Linked DNA regions of Sus scrofa: region 2 is linked to region 1. A link is a contact called in public Hi-C data. All regions are on one chromosome and are shown on one strand. Each heading gives the region's core, a stretch centred on a gene start, on an enhancer-like site or on the middle of the called end of the contact. The rest is flanking DNA. Distances are from core to core; before and after follow the strand shown.

Region 1 (7,920 bases), core at 3,443-5,942:
CTGGCGGCTGTATCTCTGATTCAACCCCTAGCTTGGGAACTTCCATATGCCACACCTGCAGCCCTAAAAAGCAAAAAAAAAAAAAAGCCTGGAAGATTGCCTGGCACACAGACAACATTGAACAACTTTGTTGAACAATTAAATAGAGGGATAAATAGATGGATTAATGACTTAACCTCCTGGTCAACTATTAGATTGGAGTTCAAGACATTTGATAATAAAAGTCATTTCCCCTCTCTTGACGTCCATCAAGGGCTTAGTCTTCAGAAATGGAATTGTCTAAGATTCTCTTCCTATTGGACACTTCATTAAAGATAGGCCAAAGGACTCCTTCAAATGTAGGGACAAAAAGACAAAAAGATTTGTAAATAAAAAAGAAGCTGAGTGCTTATAATCTGCTATACTTCTTTTCTAAAATAAGCTTTATCCAATCGCATCTCCCCAAAAATTAGATCCCTAGGAATAAACCTGACCAAGGAGATGAAACACTTACATCGTGAGAACTATAAAACATAAATCAAGGAAATTAAAGAGGATTCAAAGAAATGGAAAGATATTCCATGATCCTGGATTAGAAGAATTAATATGGTAAAAATGGCCATACTACCCAAAGCAATCTACAGATTCAATGCAATCCCTATCAAATTATCCATGACATTTTTCACAGAACTACAACAAACAATCCAAAAATTTATATGGAAACATAAAAGACCCACAATTACCAAAGCAGTCCTGAAGAATGAAAACAAGGCAGGAGGCATAACTCTCCCAGACTTCAGGCAATATTGCAAAGCTACAGTAATCAAGACAGTGTGGTACTGGTACCAAAACAGACATACAGACCAATGGAACAGAATAGAGAACCCAGAGATAAACCCAGACACCTATGGTCAATTAACCTTCAACAAAGGAGGCAAGAAAAAGATAGTCTTTTCAGCAAGTATTGCTGGGAAACCTGGACAGCTGCATGTAAATCAATGAAACTAGAATACACCCTCACACCATGCACAAAAATAAACTCAAAATGGCTTAAAGACTTAACTGTAAGGCAAGACACCATCAAGCTCCTGGAAGAGAACATTAGCAAAACATTCTCTTATATAAAGCATACAAATGTTTTCTTAGGTCATGTTTCCCAGGGCAACAGAAATAAAAGCAAAAATAAACCAATGGGACCTAATCAAACTGAAAAGATTTTTCACAGCAAAGGAAACCATAAAAAAAAAATAAAGACAACCTAGGGAATGGGAGAAAATAGTTTCAAACAATGCAACTGACAAGGGCTTAACCTCTAAAGTATACAAACTTATACAACTCAACAGCAGAAAAACCAACGACCTAACTGAAAAATCAGCAAAAGAGCTGAATAGACATTTCGCCAAAGAAGACATCCAGATAGCCAACAGACACACGAAAAAATGCTCAACATCCCTGCTTATTAGAGAAATGCAAATCAAAATTACTATGAGGTACCACCTCACACCAGTCAGAATGGCCATCGTTAACAAGTTAACAAATAAGAAATGCTGGAGAGGGCATGGAGAAAAGGGTACTGTCCTACACTGTTGGTAGGAATGTAAATTGGTACAACCACTATGAAAAACAGTATGGAGGTACCTCAAAAAACTAAATATAGAACTACCATATGACCCAGCAGTTCCACTCTTGGGCATCTATCCAGATAAAACTTTCATTGAAAAAGGCACATACACCCCTATGTTCATTGCAACATTATTCACAACAGCCAAGACATGGAAACAACCGAAATGTCCATCGACAGAGGAATGGATTAAGATGTGGTCCATACACACCATAGAATACTACTCAGCCATACAAAAGAACAAAATAATGCTATTTGCAGCAACATGGATGGAACTAGAGACTCTCATACTAAGTGAAGTCAGTCTGAAAGAGAAAGACAAATGCCAATGATATCACCTATATCTAATATATGGCACAAATGAACCTTTCCACCGAAAAGAAACTCATGGACTTGGAGAACAGACTTGTGGTTGCCAAGGGGGAGGGTGTGGGATAGACTGGGAGCTTGGGGTTAATAGATGCAAACTATTGCATTTGGAGTGGATAGGCAATGAGATCCTGCTATAGAGCACAGGGAACTATATCCAGTCACTTGTGATGGAACATGATGGAGGATGAGAAAAAGAACATATGTGTATTATATATAAATATGTATTACATATATATAGTATATATATGAGTCACTTTGCTGTACAGTAGAAATTGACAGAACACTGTAAATAAACTATAATGGAAAACATAAAAATCATTAAAAAAAAAAAAAGCTTTGTCCTCTGCTCAAGTCTGGTGGTCCCTTGCAGCATTCCTCATGTCTACATCCTCTTCCAACCTCCTCACACCTGGGGGTGATGACAAGAGAGTTTCAAGTACCTGATCATTTAGGGCTCTGAAATAGAGATACAAGGTCAGGAACAAACAACTGAGGTTTTTTTGTTTTTTTTTTACATTAAAGTATCAATTCCAGGAAAAAATTTAAAATCACTTTTTCCTACTCTTTTTTAAAAAATTTTATTTATTTATTTTTATGGCTGCACTTGTGGTATATGGAAGTTCCTAGGCCAGGTAGTGAATCTGAGCCGCAACTTTGACCTATGCTGCAGCTGTGGCAACGCTGGATCCTTTAACCCACTGCACTGGGTTGGGGATCAAACCCATCCCTCCACATTGACCTGAGCTGCTGCAGTTGGATTCTTAACCCACTCTGCCACAGTGGGAATTCCTGCTTTCCCCCACTTTTTAAAGAAATAACATTATCTGCAATTGCATATAAGCATTCCTTTATTATTTCCCCTTCCTTGACTGGTTCATATTTCTTCGTATTTTTTGGCTAGTATTTTGTTAACTATATAGCTAGCATATACCATGGTATATTACAGCTTTTTTCTTTTTTCTGTTTTTGTTGTTGTTGTTTCGTTTTTTGGTTTTTTTTTTTTTTTTTTTTTTTTTTGCTTTTTAGGGCAGTATATGGATGTTCCCTGGCTAGGGGTCAAACTGGAGCTGCAGCAGCTGGCCTACACCACAGCCTCAGCAATGTGGGATCCAAGCTGCATCTTTGACCTACACCACAGCTCAGGGCAACACTGGATCATTAACCCACTGAGCAGGGCCAGGAAGCAAATCGTCATCCTCATGGATACTAGTCGGGTTTGTTACTTCTGAGCCACAAAAGGAACTCACTGGAGCTGATTTTTTGATTCAATCAGTAGGCATCTTATTTGGAAAATACAGACTGTCTCACAGTGCCTCCTTAAAGCTGTATTCTGACCTGAAAGCACACTTTGTACTTCTCGTTATTTATCACTTTCTAACTCTAGATTATAAGTATTTATTTACATGTCTAATTTTGCTTTTATACTTGAATATCCTGAAAATATCTCACTCATTTGTATGGCCCACAAGTACCAGCACAGTGTTTAATTATAATCTGTTGAAATAAAATGAAGCATATAAAGTTGGCTTGCCTCCAAGAACATCAATAGCTCCCCTTAGCATGGCATGAAAGGTCGTTTTTGATCAGGCCCTGGTCTTTGGCTAAGTCTCATCCACTGTCATTCTCTTCTACCCTCCAACTTCCATAAGCTCTAGCCACTCTGGCCCAGCTGCTGTTCACTCCTTTACTTTGTATGTCTTCTTCCCTCAATGCAAGCTACCCTTTTGATGGTATGGCAAACTCCTCACCATCTTCAAGCCATAGTTCAGACTTGTTTGTTTTGTCTTCCCTCAACAACCTTTTAAACTTCAGGAGAGTACGGGCCTGGTAGGTCTTGCTCACTGCTGTCTCTCCAGTGTATGAATGCAGATTGGGGGAATGAAGAAGCATATTAATATATAAATTGAAGTTTTGATTATTTCAAAGGCAGCAGGAACCCACAAAAGGATACTAAGCATTAAACGGTAATGAACAGGTTTTTGTTTCAGAAAATCACTATCATTGCTGACTGTGATGGTGGGAGTGGAGTTGGGAGGATTGGAAAAAGCAAGACTGGCCCTAAGAAATAAGATAGAATAAGCAAAAATGATGAAGGCCTGATTTGAGGTAGCATCAGTGAGGTTGGGAGGAGGAGAGGGATTTGAGAAAGACATGAGAGACAGAACAGCATGAATTAATGAAGTATTGGATGTTGTAATTGAGGTTGATAGGGAGTGAAGGATAAGTCCAGGTTTTTGGCTTCAAGATTCCATAGCTGCTAGTGATGTCTGGAACTATTATACAGTATTATATTTGTTTGTTTACCTGTCGATCACTCCCTACTTAGTGAGAAAGGGACCTTGCTAAAAAGTCTTTTTTATTAGCAGCGTTAGAAGGAGGCATGTAATAATTCAATGAATGGGTGAATACGCTGAAAATACTAAACAGATTATACGATTCAATAAGAGGCATGGCGATAGCAGAATCTAAGTATACCGTGCTCTGCGGGGTGTATCAACACCGCGAGGAAAACAACAGGTAACCGGCCACTAAGTTGCATTCTGCCTAATGCACAACTAGTAAGCTGACAATAAAGTTTATTTGAGCGTCGACGTGCCTCAACGTGGCCCCGCCTCCCCAACCGGAGCTACGATTGGTGGGCATTGGCCGGCGGCTGCCGATCCTAAAGCCAGGATTGGCTAAGGCCGCCGTCATTTCGGAGCGTCCCGGCTCCCGACGCCCTCTCGCCGCGTCGTCGGTGCCTGCGCCGCTCGCTCTTCCTCGGTTCTCCCCTCCCGGCTGAAGACCGGGGACCGGAGCGAGCAGACTGGGACCATGTTCCGACGCAAGCTGACGGCCCTCGACTACCACAATCCTGCTGGCTTCAACTGCAAAGGTGAGGCGGCGGCCTTGGGCCGGCCGCGTGTCAGTGACCCCGCGGGCCACCGCTCCCTCGGCGCCGGCATCCGGGCACGCTACCCGGGCCGTTCGCGGCCTTGTCTCCCCGGGACTTATCTTCTCCCACCCGCCGGGCACCTGAAGCTTCCTTGGCTTCAGAGCCCCGTCACCCGTTCTTTGTGTCCTTGCTAAACTCCGGACACCACTCTCACCTCCTGCCCGCACCCTCAGCTCTCTAGAGGGAAAGTCTTTTTTTCTCTTAGCCCTCAATGCGCTGGTTGCCGGGTCACAGGGTGACGCCGTGAGCACCTGCTGGGGGCCAGCGCAGTGCTGGAATCCGAGGAAGATGCGGCGTAACTTGAACACCAGTTAGTTCACTGCCTGCCAGGAACTAAGGGGTCGGGGTGGGCAGTGAGAACCCACCGAGCAGTTTGAGCTCAAATGTTAATGAGGTCCTGGGCTGGCAGTGTTGGGATACACGCGTATAATAACGGGCTAATTACAGTGTGTGGGTCGTGCAAAAAAAGTTAGCAGCAGCTGAATGGGGCGGTTGAATTGTAAATACGAAGGTATTTGGGATTTCACAGTGTTAAAATTGTAGAAGAAAAAAAAGTATTAAGATTGCTACCCCACTGTTACACAGCTACTACCCACCACTACTTGTTTTTTTTCCAGAATTCTTAGCCTGTAGTAGACTAGTAAGTTTGAAAGTGTTCAAGTACAACCTGGCATGTTCAGAAGATGGTGAAATTCTCAAGACTTCATAATTTGAATTCCAGCTTGAATTTTGAAATTGAAAATAATTTCCAAGCAGTCTAACAGTGTTTTGTTGATCTCCTGTAGAAGCATGTCAATTTATAGACTCTTGTTTTTCTACTTTGCCTTTTATTTAACAAAAAAGGTTCAAGGCAGTAGAGCTTAGAGCTGGATTTCAAATCTTTGAGCCTCAATTTTCACACTTGTGCGATAAGGATATTCCTACCGCAAGAGAATGTGAGGTACATGAACACCTATGAACTTTTTCATGAATGGTTTTAATATGCTGTAATAGTAAACAGTAGTAGTTGACTGTATCGCCTTTGTATTTATCATTTAATTTGACATCCCCCCCCCCTTCTTTTTACTGCTGCATCTGTGGCATATGGAAGTTCCCAGGCTAGCTGTTGAATCAGAGCTGCAGCTACCAGCCTACACCACAGCCACGGCAATACCAGATCTGAGCCACATCTGCAGCCTATGCCTCAGGTTGTGCCAATGCTGGATCCTTAATCCACTGAGCAAGGCCAGGGATTGAATCGAATCTTCACAAAAACGTCAGGTCTTAACCTGTTGAGCCACATGGGAAAACCATCCTTTAATTTCTTGTACTTTATTATTGCTGTAAATTTAATGTTTTCCAATTCTTCCTCCTCCCTTCCCCAAAGGAACTTGGAAAATAACTGATATTTTAATAGCAAAACTATGTGCCAGATACTTTTAATCTTTAAATAATTTACTTAACCTTCATAACAGCCCTGTGAGGTAAGTCCTGTTATTCCCCCCCCCCCCGCCTCCCTCCCCCCGTTTTGTAACTCAGGAGTCTGAGGCACAAGAAATTTAGGTAATTAGCCTAAGTTCACATAATCACAAGATGTGTGTAGTCAGAATTTGAATTCAGGCCAGGATAGGAACAGAACATTTTTTAGATCTGTTAATTCAAAGTCTGCACTTTCAGGAGTTCCTGTCGTGGCGCTGTGGTAAACGAATCCTACTAGGAACCATGAGGTTGCGGGTTCGGTCTCTGCCCTTGCTCAGTGGGTTAAGGATCCGGCGTTGCCGTGAGCTGTGCTGTAGGTTGCAGATGCGGCTCGGATCCTGCGTTGCTGTGGCTCTGGCATAGGCCGGCGGCTACAGCTCCGATTCGACCCCTAGCCTGGGAACCTCCATATGCTGCGGGAGAGGCCCAAAAAAATGGCAAAAAGACCAAAAAAAAAAAAAAAAAAAAAAACCAAAGTCTGCACTTTCAGCTCCTACATCAAGCAGCTCAAGTAACTTACTATTTTGGAGTTAAAAAAATTCCATAAGACTATTTATTTTTGGAAAAGGAAGTGCTTTACTTATAGTGCTTTGAGTGATTTATATCATGTTTTTATTGCAGATGAAACAGAATTTAGAAACTTTATTGTTTGGCTTGAAGACCAGAAAATCAGACACTACAAGATTGAAGACAGAGGTAATTTAAGAAACATCCACAGCAGTGACTGGCCCAAGTTCTTTGAGAAGGTAATGGATTAGAAAGTAAAGTTAAAAGTACAGAGAACTTGTCTAAAAATTGTACTAAGACAAGCAAGCTTAAAATTTCCTTGTTTTTCTAAAATACTTAATAATGATCAGTGTTAGAAAAGCCAGATTTCAGGGATTTAACTTTTTTCTTTTCCATATTTCTTCTGTTTTTAAAGCAAATGATATTATCTCTTCCTATCAAGTATTTAGTACTAGCTAGAAATAATTTTGTTCCAAAACACTGAGGCTTCTTAAGTAAACAGAGATATATATTTTATAAGTGGTAAAAATGGCCAAAATCATAATTTTTACATTAAAAATATAGTAGAAATACACTTAAATATTTTATTAAAACAAGGCATTGTTGGAGTTCCTGCTGTGTACAGCAAGTTAAGGATCCAGCATTGTCTCTGCAGCAGCATAGCTCACAGCTGTGGCTTGGATTTGGATTCATTCCCTAGCCCAGGAACTTTTATATGCCACAGTAGGAGCCAAAAGAACAAAACAAAACAAACATTATTGGCATGTGTGAAAACTAAGATTATGTCTTGTTTATGCTTATATTTAACATACAGAGTTGTCCCATGTGTACAAAGGAAATAATCCTAAAAAAATCTGGATTAAAAAAATAATTATTTTTGTGTCTGGAATGATTTTCCCATTGATTTAGTTTAATTTTACTATCATTTTTGCAGAAAAGAGTTGTTCTCAAATTAGAAAAAAAATCACATTTTACAATATCAGTATTTACATTAATCATTTTCATCAGCTCTTTTACTTTGATGAGTAAGATCTTTAAGAATATGAAA
Region 2 (7,920 bases), core at 2,888-5,387, 150 kb after region 1:
GTGAGTCTCACCAGCCACCCAGAATGTCTGAATCTCTACTCCATCCATAGGTGAGGTCCCCATCATTTCTCTCTAAAATGATTGCAACAGGTTTTTAATGCTATCTGCTGTCTCCAGCCTCCCCTCCCCCAGCCTTTTGTCCATTCTCTGCATTTCAGCTAGACTGAACTTTCTAAAAGGCAAAATCTGATTACAATCCTTCTGACTGCTCCAAAACTTTTCAATGTCTTTAAATTTTTCTTTTTAAAATTTTTTATTATAGTTGATTTCCAGTGTTCTGTCAATGTCCACTGTACAGCAAAGTGACCCAGTCGTACATTTATACACACTCTTCTTCTCACATTATCTTCCATCGTGTTCTATCACAAGTGATGGAATATAGTTCCCTGTGCTCTACAGCAGGACCTCATTGCTAAATGTAATCATTTGCATCTATTAACACCAAACCTTGGCTCTTTGTCTCAAATTCACATTCCTTAAAATGTCCTCCAAGACCCTGTAGAATCTGGCTCCTGCTTTTGGTCCAGTCTTATCTCCTGACCCTTCACAACCACTCCCCCTGATCCCCTTTGCTCAATGACCCACCCAGAGCAAACTTCTTTCATTTGTTCCTCTCTTCTACAGGCTGTTTCCTGTGCTAGAAATGGCTTTCCCTTCCCTTTTCACAAAGCCAACTTTTATTTATCCTGGGTTTAGTTGTGGGAGGGCTTCCTGGAGCCCCAGAGTCAGTGGTCCCTCTCCTGTACTCCCACAGCACGATGTGCCTTACTCTGCATTTCTCTCTCTGGACTGTGGGCTTTCTTGTCTGTACTTCCTCCACCACACAAAACTATGGGGTAGAGACTTCTTCTCCTATGTTTTATCCACACATGAAGCATGGGACGCACACAATCACAACTTTTTGAATAGATGATGTTTGATGCTGTTTGATACCTCTATCTGTGCTTATGTGGTGCACTTGAGCCAGAAGAGAAGGGGGTAGGGCACAACCTACCAAGATGGTGGAACATTCAACTTCCAGTGGATCTTGAGCTTTATTATACACTCATTGTAACACGTTAGCTGAATGACACACCCACAGGCACCATGACAGTTCCGAGGCCAATGGTAAAAGGCCAAAAAGTAGGCAGAGGCCCAGTTCCTGGAAATCCCCATCTCTCCCCCAAGTAGTTATAGTAATCCTCCCACTCACTAGCCTATGAAATTATTCAACCTATAAAAACTAACCACCCCCACACCTCAGGGAGCTCTCGGGACTTTTCAAATGGTTCACACTCTGCCTATGGAATGTGTATCTCCCTAAATAAACCTGCTAAGCCTGCTTAATTCTCAGGGTAGAGCCCCCTTACCTGATCAACTTGTATCCCTCACGAGTGTCCTATATTAATAAATCTACTTCTTGCCTGTCACTTTGCCTCTCACTGAATTCTTTCTGTGCTGAGACATAAAGAATCTGAGCTTCAGTAAATCCTGACCATTTTAATTAAAAAAACAGTGGGTTCAAGTTCCAGCTTGTGAGTTCAAGTCCCAGTTTGAGTTTTGGCTAGATTCAAGCCCCACATCTGAGTTATGCAGTTTCACACTGTGAACAAATTAGAACCCAAGAGAAGCATGGCCACTTTCTTCTTCTTTTACAGAATGGATTTGGAGGCTGTTCTCAGACTCATTATGATTCCTAAATCATCTATTCATTCAATAAAATCATGCAGTGAACACTTGGGAGGACCAGGAATATTCTATATGCTAGATACAGCAATAAACAGAACAACACAAATCCATAGCCTTGTGAAGTTTGATGTTATGGGAATATCACACGGCCGCCAGCCTCCTCTTCCCCACCAGGCCTCCCCAAGACCAACATGGCATCTTGCTGGAATCTTCCCTGACTACTCATGAGTCTTTTGGTTTAGGACACCATGTTTTATAATCATCCTTCTAGTTTCTATTTCATTTTTCTTTTTAAACATTTTACCATGGAAGATTTCAAACATATGCAAAAGCAGAGAGAATGGGATAACAAAACCCTGTGTACCTAACACATCAACGACTGGCCACGTTGTCTCATTTATGCTGTATATACACTTTTTCACTGCCCACTGGATTACTCTGAAGCAGTCCAGTCATTTCATCCATAAATCCCTTCTGAAGGGAGAGGGTTTCCATATGGACTTGGAGACTGGATAGGTCATAGACAGGTGAAGAGAAAGCAGTGTGGCATCCTAAGTGGGAATGAAACTGCAAAGAAAGATTTGGACAGGAGATGAAATTGTATGTATAGAGGCAGGAGGAAGTGATTCTACATGGACAGAATCTTGGACAGATCAGGTGGAAATAATTATGAAAGTTTCAAATGCCTGTCTGAGGATGAGGGTTCCTACAGAGAAGGTTTGTTTTATTTTTCTAATTTTTAAATTTTTTTGGCTGCATCCACAGCATGCAGAACTTCCTGGGCCAAGGGTCAAACCCTCGCCATAGAAGTGACCTGAATGACTGTTGTGACAATTCCATATCCTTAACCCATTAGGCAGCCAGGGAACTCCCCAGAGAAGGTTGAAAGTCCATATATGTGGAATTGAAAATATGATACAAATGAACCTATCTACAAAACAGAAACAGACTTACAGACAGAGAACACACTTGTGGTTGCCAAGGAAGGGACAATGGGGAAGAGAAGAATTTGGGAATTTAGGATTAGCGGATGCAAACTAGGATGATTGGATAAACAACAAGGTCCTACTGTATAACACAGGGAATTATATTCAATATCCTGTAATAAACCATAAAGGAAAAGAATATGAATAAGAATGTAAAAATTATAACTGAATCACCTTGCTGTGCAGCAGAAATAAACACAACATTGTACATCAACTATACTTCCATTTAAGAAAAAAAGACTGAGGAGTTCCCATTATGGCACAGAGGAAACAAATCTGACTAGTATCCATTAGGACGTAGGTTCAATCCCTGGCCTCGCTCAGTGGGTAAAGGATCTGGCATTGCTGTGAGGTATGGTGTAGGCCACAGACACGGCTTGGATCCTGTGTTCTGTGACTGTGGAATAGACCAGTGGTTACAGCTCCAATTGGACCCCTACCCTGGGAAGCTCCATATGCATCAGGTGCGGCCCTAAAAAAACAGACAAAAAGACAAAAAAAAAAAGATCGAAAGTGCAGAATTCAGTGCTTGGATAGTTAGAATGGTTAAGGAAAGAATAAGAGATGGCTACAAGGTTTTGTGTCTGGTGAGCTTGGATGCCTGAAGTGTCATCTACAAAGTCAAAGACAATGAGAAGAAGAATCTCTTTGGGAGATTATGAGTTTTATTTTGGATTTAATAAAATAATATTGTTATTATTAATATTAACTATTAGGATGTCCAAACATAATATCTAGGAGTCTGTTAGAGATGCAGGCTTGGAACCTGGTGAAAGTGAGAGAGAAGAATTCATTCATCTTAAATTGATAGTTGACATATGTTTGATGTATGGAGGATGGAAAGGGAAAAAGGGAGAGAAGATGGGAAGGGAGAGGAACAGGGAGGGGAAGAGAGAACAGGAGAAATGAGGTAAGGAGAGAAAAGGTGAGGAAAAGGAGAAAGTCAGGAGGAGGAGAAATCATGGCTATGACAGGAAAAAAAAAAATCAAAGTACCAGGACAGTAAAATAATCTCAGAAGTCAAAGAGAAGCATCTTTCTAAAAGAAAAAAGAATTGGTCATTAGTGAGACACCAGTGGTCGGAAAGCCACTGAATATGCATGACGTCATGCACTGTACATTCACAGCACACACAAGGCCACATTCAATCTGCTGACCTTAAGGGCAGAGCACAAGGCACATTTGTTCCCTACCCCCACCTCTCCAGCCCTGGCCTCTGAAGAGAAGAGGAAGTCTGAACTGAGAGAGTTTTAATTTTGAATCAAACTAGTTGTTAGCAGTGTTGTGAAATAGGCTAATTTTCAGAAACTGAGATACGCATTTCTGCTTATGGTCACTGAGTAAGTAGATAGTGGATAACAGGCTTGGGAGAAAAATAGGCCCCCAATTTGGCATCAAGGATGAAGTGGCAAAGCCCCAGACTCACCAAAGTGGAAGAACCAACCCAGCTTAGAATGAGTCGTAACCCAACTGTGACTCAAACTGGGCTTACTTAGGCCATCTGGGTGTCTGTTTTGGTGACTTCTGGAAAAAATAAAGTTAATATAGAACCTTCTTAGACAAACCAAACTCCTGTAAATCACATCAGTCATGGGAAATTTTGTCATGGCCTGGATTAGGTGGCATTACGAAAGCAAACAGAAGGGAGATGATTTTAAAAAGAGTCAGAGGAATTGGGATTTGTCTGTGTATTAGGAGAATCTTATAGAAGAGAGGTGACTGGGTTCTGGAAAATTGGCAGTGCCAATATAGAAAGAAATGAAACTATATGGAGGAGGTTATAGGTCCATCAGATTGCTTTGTTCATTTAATTATTCTTTTAATATGATATCACTTATATCTGGAATCTAATATATGGCAGAAATGAACTTTCCACAGAAAAGAAACTCATGGACTTGGAGAACAGACTTGTGGTTGCCAAGGACAAGGGAGAGGGAGTGGGATAGACTGGGAGTCTGGGGTTAATAGATGCAAACTATGGCATTTGGGTGGATAAGCATTGAGATCCTGCTGTATAGCACTGGGAATTATATCTAGTCAATTGTGATGGAGCATGATGGAGGATAATGTAAGAAAAAGAATGTGTATATGTATGTATGTATGTATGTGTGTGTGTGTGTGTGTGTGTGTGTGTGAGACTAGGTCACCTTGCTGTTCAGTAGAAAATTGACAGAACACTATAAACCAACTATAACAGAAAAAATAAAAATCATTATAAAAAATATTCTTTAAGAATTGTTGTTTCCTTTTTTTCCTTATTCTGTGTTTTTTCCTGGTAAAATTTTTATGATTTTACCAGGATTTTTCCTGTTGTTTTTTAAACTATGTTTATTTAGAGATAACTTGGATTTTAATTATTCACCGAAGGAGTTTCCACTGTGACACAGCAGAAATGAATCTGACTAGAATCCATGAGGATTCTATGCCTTGCTCAGCGGGTTAAGGATCCAGTGTTGCATGAACTGTGGTGTAAGTCACAGACAGGCTCAAATCCCACATTGCTGTGGCTGTAGCATAGGCTGGCAGCTATAGCTCTCATTCAACCCCTAGCCTAGGAACTTCCATATGCCATGGGTGTGGCCCTAAAAAGAAAAAAGAAAAAAAATTCACCGAGAACTTATTTTTTTCTTTATTTTTAAAATCCTTTAATGATAGAAAATTTCAAACTTAGAAGTAGATAGAATAGTAAAATGAACTCATATGTACCTACTATTCAGTTTCACAATCTATCAGCAGTTTTCAAAAAATCTATTCTCCTCTTCCCCCCTCCTTTTTTTTTTTCTTCTTCCTGGAGTATTTTAAAGCAAATCTCAAACCTCATATGGAGGAAGTCACCTGAAAATACTTAGGTATGCATATATCTTTCATTGTTAAGAATTTTTAAAAATTGGCAACCATGATGTTTTGATAACAATACAAATTAAAATAATTTCTTTATATAACTGAATACTAAGTATCTCTTCAAATTTCCCTAATTATCTCAGATGTACTTTATAGTATGTTTGCTCAAATCAGGATCCAAAGAAGGTCCATGCACTGGTTTTGGTTATTCTATCTTTTAAATATCATTTATTCTCTAAAAATCCATCCCTTTATTTTTTAATAAATAAATTTATTTGAGAAACTAGCTCTTTTGGCTTATAAAATACTTCGATCAGGATTAGTTAATTGGATCTTAGTGGTCTTGTTTAAAATGTTCTTTTTTCCTCTTGTTTTCTGTAAACTGGTAGCTAAACCTACTGACTTAGCAAGATTCAGGTTTGATTTTTTTTTTTTTTTTGCAAGAAAAGTTCCTAAGTGGTGGTGTGCTTTTCCTATTGTAAAGCACCATCATATAGTCCAGCTGTTTTACTTTCAATGATAACCGAGATTTGTCAGCGGGATTCAAGTGATAGCAGTCTAATATTTCCATTATGAAGCTCTTCATTGACTTTTAACCTAATTGTTTTAGCAAACACTGATAATTGTTGTCTAAATTGATTATTTTATTAGCAACTGCAAAACGGTGATTTTTATGATTTTATCATTCCTTCTGTACTCACTGGTTGAATTATTCTATAAAGAACTTTTCCTTATCAGTAATTTGGTTACCGTGAAATACAGTACTGAAATACAAGGCAGGATAAAATCTTTGATAGTTCCCTTTTCAATACATTTTTTAGTAAAGATTTGGTGCCCTAGTGTCTTCCAAAGGTGAGCAATGTCATTTTTTTTTTCCTTTGGTCCTTTTAGGGCTGCACCCGCAGCATATGGAGATTCCCAGGCTAGGGGTCTAATCGGAGCTGTAGCCTCCAGTCTACACCACAGCCACAGCAATGAGGGATCTGAGCTGCATCTGTGACCTACACCACAACTCAGGGCAACGGCGGATCCTTAACCCACTGAGCAAGGCCAGGAATTGAATCTGCAACCTCATGGTTCCTAGTTGGATTTGTTAACAACTGAGCCATGACAGGAACTCCACAGTGACACTTTTTAAATCATTATAAACTCATGAATTTTTAGTTCTCTGATGTGTTCTAACTCTTTTTCATGTTCAAATGGCTCCATCTTTGGCCAATGGGAGCCTCGTAAGGATGGCTTTTTTGTCCTTTTGATGTGGCTGCTTCGAAAGATGGATTGTTTCTTCTTTGACATAAAATAATACCCCAGACTCACCTTTTAACTCCTGCTCTAGAAGTGGAATTTTCTTAAAAAGTTCTGATTCCTCTTAGTGGGGAATGGCATTTAGAGACCATAATCTGAATGCTTGTGGTGCTTTTCTACTACTAAATTTATTGCCTCTAGGCCTTTCAAGAGACAGAGCAATGAAATATGTACTTTTACATTATTATAAGAGAAAAAAAAATGAATTCATACTGATATCCCCTATTCAAATATGAGATTATGGGATTTTTACTTAATTCCTTTGATTTTATACTCATTTTAGTAATCTTACTGTTATCAGTAATACTGATGTTTTAGTATCTTTTATTTTTGATTCAACAGCCAAGGTTCACTAGACTTTTAAGAAAATTTGAACTTCGAAAATAGAAACAATAAAGGGAAGAAAAAATAAATCAGTGCAGGGGAAAAAAACCCTATAATTAGTATCCTCAGAGACACAAGAGATGATGTTGCCTCCATGGAATCATTACAAAGAAATCTTAACCTACAGTAAATGTGTTGTAAACTAAAAGTAATAAGTAATTACCTTTGGTTAACATAGAAACAAAATTGTTTGGCAAGGGGAAAACAAGATACAAATACAAAACAAGTTAAGGAAAACTCTTGTATTCCTAAGTTTAAATTGGAACTATCAATAAGAACTTATTTTTTTCTCATCTTAAATGTATATATTTTGCATTGTTTACTCTGAAAAACCTGTAAAACAATGACAATTTAGTAACAAAGAACATCCCTCATGCCCAAATGGTGGTCTCTAAATAATATTTCCCAATAAAAAGGAATCAGGAATCCTTAGAAAAATGCCACAAGAATGCAATAGTCAAACGTAGACTATGAAAAATTCTATGAAACATTTGATCAAATTTCTCCTCCAAATAGATGGCATTAAAAAAAAAGAGAGAGAGGAACTAATGTGTGCTATGTGTGGGTCTTGTCTGAATCTTATAGTATAAGAAATATATGACTTTTTCCCTGGTTATATGATATCAAAATTTACTAATTTATTTATTTATTGTTGTCTTTTTGCCACTTCCTGTGCTGCTCCTACAGCATATGGAGGTTCCCAGGCTTGGGGTTGAATCAGAGCTGTAGCCACCGG

The links. A called contact is a pair of places that touch in the nucleus more often than the background predicts.
Region 2: a Hi-C map of embryonic fibroblasts shows a contact between it and region 1, with 5 times the contacts expected there. The contact joins the enhancer-like site here to the promoter of C1H14orf166 in region 1. A contact is called at or near these places in 5 of 5 promoter capture datasets (fetal liver, fetal skeletal muscle, liver and 1 more), 28 of 47 Hi-C or Micro-C datasets (adipose tissue, alveolar macrophages, blood and 16 more) and 1 of 2 datasets of contacts at active chromatin or transcription factors (skeletal muscle).

Annotation. Positions count from the first base shown.
Region 1 is chr1:181,676,676-181,684,595 of Sscrofa11.1, forward strand. C1H14orf166 (chromosome 1 open reading frame, human C14orf166) reads left to right here and starts at 4,693. Exons shown (of 8, transcript NM_001243494.1): 1 at 4,693-4,847; 2 at 6,987-7,111. The coding sequence starts at 4,787.
Region 2 is chr1:181,826,859-181,834,778 of Sscrofa11.1, forward strand. No RefSeq gene overlaps it. Among named protein-coding and RNA genes, the nearest start is that of NID2, 58 kb to the left of the region's middle. Within about 2 kb of position 4,138, at least 10 of the 83 cell types and tissues checked have an H3K27ac peak or open chromatin away from gene starts, as enhancers often do. A contact at or near this core is called in embryonic fibroblasts, where this site is marked.